2 separate regions of the Mus musculus genome follow, and region 1 is linked to region 2. The links are chromatin contacts, called in public targeted proximity ligation maps. All regions are on one chromosome and are shown on one strand. The core of a region is the stretch at or near the end of the contact, and the rest is flanking DNA. Distances in the headings are between cores, read along the strand shown. Region 1 overlaps Gm50212 (a long non-coding RNA gene). Region 2 overlaps Trpm6 (transient receptor potential cation channel, subfamily M, member 6).

What was found.
Region 1: a contact with region 2 is called in a targeted proximity ligation map of pancreatic cancer cells. A contact is called at or near these places in 1 of 484 Hi-C or Micro-C datasets (pancreatic cancer cells) and 1 of 130 datasets of targeted methods (pancreatic cancer cells).

What each region holds. Positions count from the first base shown.
Region 1 is chr19:19,245,277-19,248,967 of GRCm38.p6, forward strand. It overlaps Gm50212 (a long non-coding RNA gene), which reads right to left. Exons shown (of 3, transcript XR_003952876.1): 2 at 405-499. Among named protein-coding and RNA genes, the nearest start is that of Gm25437, 29 kb to the right of the region's middle.
Region 2 is chr19:18,887,803-18,891,756 of GRCm38.p6, forward strand. Trpm6 (transient receptor potential cation channel, subfamily M, member 6) reads left to right here. Exons shown (of 39, transcript NM_153417.2): 38 at 1,133-1,239. Among named protein-coding and RNA genes, the nearest start is that of Gm41814, 140 kb to the left of the region's middle.

The DNA of each region.
Region 1 (3,691 bases), core at 810-3,309, 360 kb after region 2:
TACCCCAGAGCTCTTGACTCTAGCTGCATATGTATCAAAAGATGGCCTAGTCGGCCATCACTGGAAAGAGAGGCCCATTGGACTTGCAAACTTTATATGCCCCAGTACAGGGGAACGCCAGGGCCAAAAAGGGGGAGTGGGTGGGTAGGGAGTGGGGGTGGGTGGGTATGGGGGACTTTTGGTATAGCATTGGAAATGTAAATGAGCTAAATACCTAATAAAAAATGGAAAAAAAGAGATGCTAAGAATCTGGGAAAATGGGCAAAGCATTTTCCCGTATGGGCCAGACTTGAAGTTGTATACAAACATTAGCAACTACAGCTTCCTCCTCCTGGATAATTACAACCTGAGACTCCTTACTTATTGAGATCTTCTCCAGAGACTAGCCAACTCCATCATGTCACCTGTGCTGGTTGTGATAAGCACACTGAAGTTCCAGGATGCAGTGGTAGGAGGTGTCATTCCATCAGAGGCCGCAAAGCAAGTGTCTGTAAGCAAACTGAGGACCAATGCAGGCATGAGCCAAAGTTCACAAGGTAAGTTCCTACATGCATGCATTTGGTTCTGTAGTGTGGCTAACTTTGCAAGATAATCATGAACAAAAATCATGGCAGAGACTTTAGTCAATAGGAATTTTATTGCTGATAGGTTTTTAAGTAAGGAATCTTTGATTGCAGGAAACAAAAGTGCAGGTGAGAGACAGGGGGGATGGATGTAATTTTCTCTGTTTTAGAAGCTGGTGGTTATTTCCACTGCAAAGAAAAAAAAAGAAAGGCAAACCAAAAGCAAACAAGCAATCCCCCAAAAAACCAAAAAAATAAAATAAAATAAAATCCCCAAACATTGACTATATATCAAGAAATTAAAGGGCAGTTCTTGGATAAAATTTAAGAAGTGCTAACTAAAGGCATTTTTAGTAAACTTTGAAGAAATATAACAGAAAAAATATTTTCAATGTGTAATTTACTTCAGAGGTATTAATGTAGTCTATAGTGATAAGGTTTACAAATTGTTCAGTCCCTCAAATTACATGGAAGAACACCACACCAAGAATCCCCAGGGCAGCTCAGCTCCCTGGAGCTTGTCAGCCTCAAACCTATGTCCACATGATGTAGAAGAGGTGTTCATGTCTGATCTGAAATCAAATTGTCAACATATGAATTTTGGAAATTGTTTTCAGAGAAAAGATAACTTTGTCAACTCACTCCTACTTCTGAAGTCAAGTATTTATTTATGAAAGGAAAAGAGCCTGATTATTTACCTAAATTCAAACCTGAAGCCACAGTGACTTGAGCAAAAGCCAGTGCCTTTATTCTGATGTTATTCAGACTTCCCAGCAAGTCTGCTGGACACTTGACAGTAGTAAGAATTTGATTTAACAGCTCTAGGCACTTCACGTGGATAAAAATTAGAAGGGGATGAAAATGGAAAACGTGTCTTTTCAGGAGGTAGGGTTGATCATTTTTCTTTCTGCCCTGAATCGGTAGACTCATGACACAAAATACTCTCTACTCACGCATTGTTTCACGTCACAGGTCAATTCCTGTTTCCAGAGTTTTTATGCCCACGAGTGAGAGAGCAGAGCTGACTCATAAATGGGCAGCACTTTTGCTTGTACTTTCAGTCCTTTCAACAAATGTAAATAGGTGACTCAGCCTCTTTACAAAGCACAATTCCAGAGTTCTGTGCAACCAAATCCTGTCTTTATGTCATCTCTTACCTCAGCACCCTTTGTGGAAGAGTTAGGAGGGGGAGGAGGCCGTTAGCAGGCATCCTGTCAATTGAGGTTGATTGCTCAAAGAGAAATGTAAACAGAGCAAGACAAAAGGTTTGCTTGTATCCATGGAAATCCAGTCTGGGCTTCATGGACTTTCAAGAGGCTACAACAGAGGACCAGTTCACACTGGATGGATAAGGGGTGGGGGTGGCAATGGGAAGCTGTAACAGTGATCAGAGAAATCTAGTAGTTAAGGCAGATTCTAGCCCCTAATAACCAGGAAGCAACATATAAAATCTAGCTGTGAGTCAAATATGACTCAGGGAGTGATACAGGCAGCTCAGTGTCTGAGAAATAAATGGCTCGATCCTAAGATTGGCAATCCTACTGAGTCAACCACAGCACCTACAAAGTCCTGGTATATTCATCATCAGTGTCGTCACCATCATTGTCCCACCCAAATGATTTAATTCCACAAGCCATTTTCACATTAATGATGGTCTTGCGTTCCACAGATGGCAGGTGGATATAGCTACAGTTCATTTTGTAGAGGAGGAAACCAAGGCACATAGCCATGAAATACTTTCTTTAAAATCATCAAGCTAGTTAGTAGCAGATGGAACCCCTTCACCAACACACTTAGGTTTCTAATACAAAAATTTAAGTATGAAATCGGCATCTTAATTTATATCCTATGCAAAAGAAATGAAACGTAGCATAGATAATTTCAGTAGAGACTACCATAGGATTGGGACAATGGAACATTTTCATTCATGGTAGGCTTCTTGTCCTTGACGGAAATCTTTTGTAAGCAAATCTCTTTTTTTTTTTTTTGGAACAATATATTCATTTGTCTCAAATGCATAAAAGAAGACATCAATTGTGGAGGAAGCTTCCAGAACCTACAGTGAAAAAGAAGTATCTTACTGTTCAGATTCATATATATATATATATATATACATATATATATATATATATATATATACATACATATGTATATATACATATATATACATATATATATATTGTGTAGGACAGCTTTGAATGAGGAACTTAAGACTCTTATCAGTCTTCTACCTAGATGAGAAATTCAGCAAGGAACTGGATCATTTAACTCAGCTTGGTCATATGTATGATTAAGCACTTTGGTTTGATCACTAAGGGCACACGCACTTGTACAATAACTAAAAATTAAATTCAACATACTCACTCTAGAGTACTAATTTGAATCATTTTATCAACTAAGAATATCACCTGCTTCATCACATAAACCAAGTTTTGGCCTGGGTAACTTCAAATTCAAATTCTAGTGCTGAACTTAACCAAGAGCTAAAAGCCCAAATCTATTACCATTTCTACAAATCTGACTTCATTTTATTTATCTCTAACAGGTGAAGAAGAGGGTATAGGGGAATTCATAGAGAAGATATTTGCTGAGAAGTAATCCACCATTTACTTCTTATTGTATTTTCCAGTGATAACCCAAAGAATACTTTAATTCATTTCATCAGACCCCAGGCTAGTAAATAACATGCTGGTGTTCTGAGTGCAGCTACTGTTGCTTTCTGCTCTAGACAATGTAGAATAAATGTTGCCAGGATCTCTGAAACAGACTTGCATCTCATAGGTCTGACATGTTACTTCATCTTTGTTCTATCCTTTGAACTGGATTTTTTGAAGGAAAGGCAGGGAAGAAATGGAAGTATGTGTTTCTACCCCACCAAACATGCAAGATATGCAAATATGCTCAATGAGACTATCCTGTTTTTCCTCACATCATTGTAGTTGTTTGCAATTTCTCAGGCTGTCCTGACATTTGTGTCATATGGAAAAGTGAAGGAGCAGAGGGAGACATCGATTTCCTGAAGAGGTCAGAGAGCATACCAGGGGACAGAGACTAGTCAGCAATCAAGCATGCTGCACACACTTTCATTAAGGCTCATGCCTTTCCAAACTGCAATCTTAATTTCTGCT
Region 2 (3,954 bases), core at 1,304-3,803:
GAGAGGGAGGCAATCTGAGATCAAACTGACATCAGCCCTCATCCTGAGCTTGGCACATCTTCAGAGAGCCACTGTTCTTCGGCCAAAAGGAAGTGGAAATTGAGATAAATGTTTTAATCCTCCGGTGGAAAAAAAAGCCCACTTTTACACCATGTCCCTTTTGAAAAACCACATTCCTCAGAAGCAAAGTTTATTGTTTCCCTTTGTGATTCTCTCCTGTGCTCCCCCCCCCCGCCCCCGTCCCCTCTTAAGACGTGGTATTTAAGAGCGGTAATTGAGTTCAGATTTTAAAATGTGCTGTTTCCACTATGCTCATCATTAAAATGAAATATTAGCTTTCATCAGCTTTCTTTGGAGGCATTTCTGGTGTGCTCTGTCCTGTGTCATGCGGAGGGTCAAAGTCTAAAGAGTAATGGTTGTATGAGGAGCACGCCTAGAATCTGCTGAGGATCTTTATGTTAGAAAGTGCAAAACGTGTCTCAGAGATACCAACACTACTTGTAATTAAGTCTGCTACTTACTCTGGGCATCTGCCTTCTCTTTCCACAAACTTTTTGGCTATTAGTTGTCTTGGCTTTCCACAAAGAACCCGGTTAAAACAGTTTGTAGAGTCAAAAAGTGGCTTTTAAAAAGCCAGGAGTCTAGGTGCTCTGGTGTCTAGTGAGGTGTTTGATTTGGGGAAGAGTCATTTTTCAGAAGAGGATTTGGGTGCAGAGCAGTGCACAGGCGTCTGTTTTAGAAGGTGTGTGCTATAGCAAAGTTATTCTACCCTTTACCTTTGGGGTGTTTTAGTAGAGCGTATGATAATGAATGCCATTCTCTCACACCATATGCATTAAAAAGGGTTTCACTGTATTTTGTTTTAATGTACCACATCGAAAATTCACTCTTCTATCAGATTAGTGTTGGAATGAGTTTCACAGTAGGTCTTGGAGTTGGGTACAAAGATTTAAGTGCATTTGAATTTTAAATTTGCAAACCTAACATTGTTCCTTCCCCAAAGTGCTCTGTTCTTTGTTGGCTCCTTTAAGTGGCTAGGTTACTAAGGGATACTGTTCGCAATCTCAGAGAATCCTAGTTGGACTCCTTTTTCTCGGCTGTGATCTAATTGATATTCTGATATTTCCTCTAGATCAAGAGGGATGGTGTTTGGACCGGCCAATTTAGGGGAAGATGCAATTAGAAGCTTCATTGCAAAACATCGCTGCAACTCCTGCTGTGGGAAGCTCAGACTGCCGGGTAAGCCGCCGCGGTGACTGTTTCTTCCGAAGAACTCTCATAGAATAACAGTTATTATAACTCAGGATCGAGTCAAAATCTTAACCGCATTTTTATCTCACTAGCAGCTATTCACAAGCTTGACTTTCTGAGTGAAAAATTTCAAGTCTCAGGAGGGATTAAAAAAGGACAGGGATTTGCTTGAGGCTCTGCCAAAATGCGATAAAACAACCTGGGGCCCAAAGCTGGTCACAGTCGGCCCAGAGAAAAAACGTTCCACCTACTTAAAGGGAATGAAACAGGACGAAGGCCCCTCGCTTCCCTTCCAATGTCCTGTTTGCTTGCAGATGGCATGCCTGGAGCATTTTTATTCCGTTCCAGCTTGCCCATTGGGCACCGGAGAGGGTGTGGCTCAGAGAGAAGAAAGGCTGTCAGTTAAAGCACTGCTTTAAGCTGTAACAACCACTGCTTTATTCCCTCGTTTGTTTGTTTGTTTTACAGCAGTGGGCTTAGAACCCAGTACTCTGTCCTACTAGCCGGCACTCTACTACTGGGCTACATTCCCAGCCCCCACACCTGCCACATTAAATTTTGATCGCAGTGTGTGTGTGTGTGTGTGTGCTTGAGAAATTCTGGCTCTGCTGGAGTCTATTTGTCCTTCTCAGAAAGGATGCTTGCTGTCTGCTTAACTCTTTCCTGGGTCATAGCAACTGTTTTCTTACCCTGGAATTTGGAATTTCACATATCGAAAGGTGCAGTCCTGAGTGGGGTATTGTGGCTACACCTATAGCTGAAGATGTTGCAGAGGCAGAGGCAGGAGGCTCACCATAGTCCAGGAACTCACCTTCAGCTTGAGCAACATAGGCCATAGGCACTTTGTCTCTCCCTCCCTCCCTCCCTCCCTCCCTCCCTCCCTCCCTCCCTCCCTCCCTCCCTCCCTTCCCTCCCTCCCTTCTTTCCTCTCTTTCCTCCCCCCACCCTCTCTTTCTGAAAAAGTCATACCCTGAACTAGAAATCAGAAAAAAGATTAACTTCCACTACAACCCAGGGTGGACCTATGTACTTCCATAACAAAAATGGGCAATTTCTAATTCTGTTGAAATTGAGGGAGGCTTTTGTGAGCAAGACTTAACAAAGCAAAGGGATTAGAATTAGACTTCTGGGTCTTCTTTCCTCCATCAGTCAAAATAGAGTGTGTCATCATGCAGGGGCAGATATGGAAGAAGAATGCCAGAGGAGCAAAGAAGGAGGCTGCATTCTCCTAACTGCCCACAGTGTGAGCTCGTGGCCGATGGTCAAAGGGATCACTGTACAACACTGTGCAACACTGTGCCCTGCATTGGTCATCAGGAACCCAGGCAGGGGTTGGGGCTGGCTGAGGGATATCAGAACTCTAGGCAGGGAGGCAGGAGCTCGTGAATATCTGACTCATCCCTCAGTTGTGGCCTGGAATCCACTCAGGAATCTTCATCCTTAGGCACTGGACTCTGCCCTGTCTGACTCACTGTAGCCCGGACAGGGCAGCTTCTATGCTCAAAGACCCAGGACTGTATCTGATCATCTAGGAGCCAGGCAGGCTTGAGACATTACTCATAGGTTCCAACCTTTGGGCCTAGTTAATTGTTGAATATGGTGTAGGGTTCATGTTTGTATGTTGGCATGCCATGGTAGGCTGGAAGCCTTGTGGCTTTTCTTCCTCCACATGTGGAGTCTGGGGATGCAACTCTGGGCACAAAGCGTGACAGCAAACACGTTTAGTTTGGAGAACAGAATAAGAAGTACCTTTACTTTTTATGTTTTATTTATTTTTAAGGCAGAGGCAGGTTAAGGCAATGCATAAGAATCTGAAATCTTGGCCCAGGTAGGGTCATGTAGCCCTGTTCTGCTCTCCACTGAATACAAGGCTTTGACCTTTAACATCTTCATCTGCAAGTAAGAGATAATTGTATCTGACACAAAGTTGAGATAAGGATTTATTTTTATGTATATGATCAATAAATGTTGGCTATATTATTAAATATATGTTAGTATACATACTCATGAGTTCATTTTTTTATGTAGGAAAATCACCATTTAACATTAAAAATTAAACCAAGAAATATGAATTTTTCCTCCTGGTACCAGAGGTTAAGCTCAGGGCTTCATACATCCACCCCCAGCTACATGCTCTCACCCTGAGTGATACCCTTGATTTCCTAATGCTGGCACCCACAGTGTCTAGCCCATGAGCCCTGTTCGCTCAAGGCTAACAAAGGAGTGAAGAAGGCTGCACTCACATAACTGCCCATGATGTGAATTCACAGTGAATGGGCAAAGAGGTCAATGCACAGCACTGTGTCCTCTGGGCTGGTCATCAGGAACCCAGGAAGGGGTTAGGGCTGGGCTGAAGTCCATCAGTAAAGGAGGCAGGAGCTGGTGAATGTGTCAATCATCCCGCAGCTGCAGCCTGAAATCTGGTCATGAATCACAGCATAAAAAGATGCATGTAACATTTAATGTCATTTTTCCTATAGCCAGTCTTCCCAAAGCTTACCCCATCGGCCATGTTTTTAACTTTCCTTTGTAAGCAGAAGAGGCAAGGCTTAGGAAACATTTGATATGATCTTGAGATGGTGAAACTTTTGTAGGTAGCCACAGAGCTGCGGAGAACTTTCTTGCAACTGTTTCAACCCATCCCTCTGATCCTTCTAAAGGTTCCCATTTCGTACTGGACCTCACTTAACTTGGGCCAGTCAC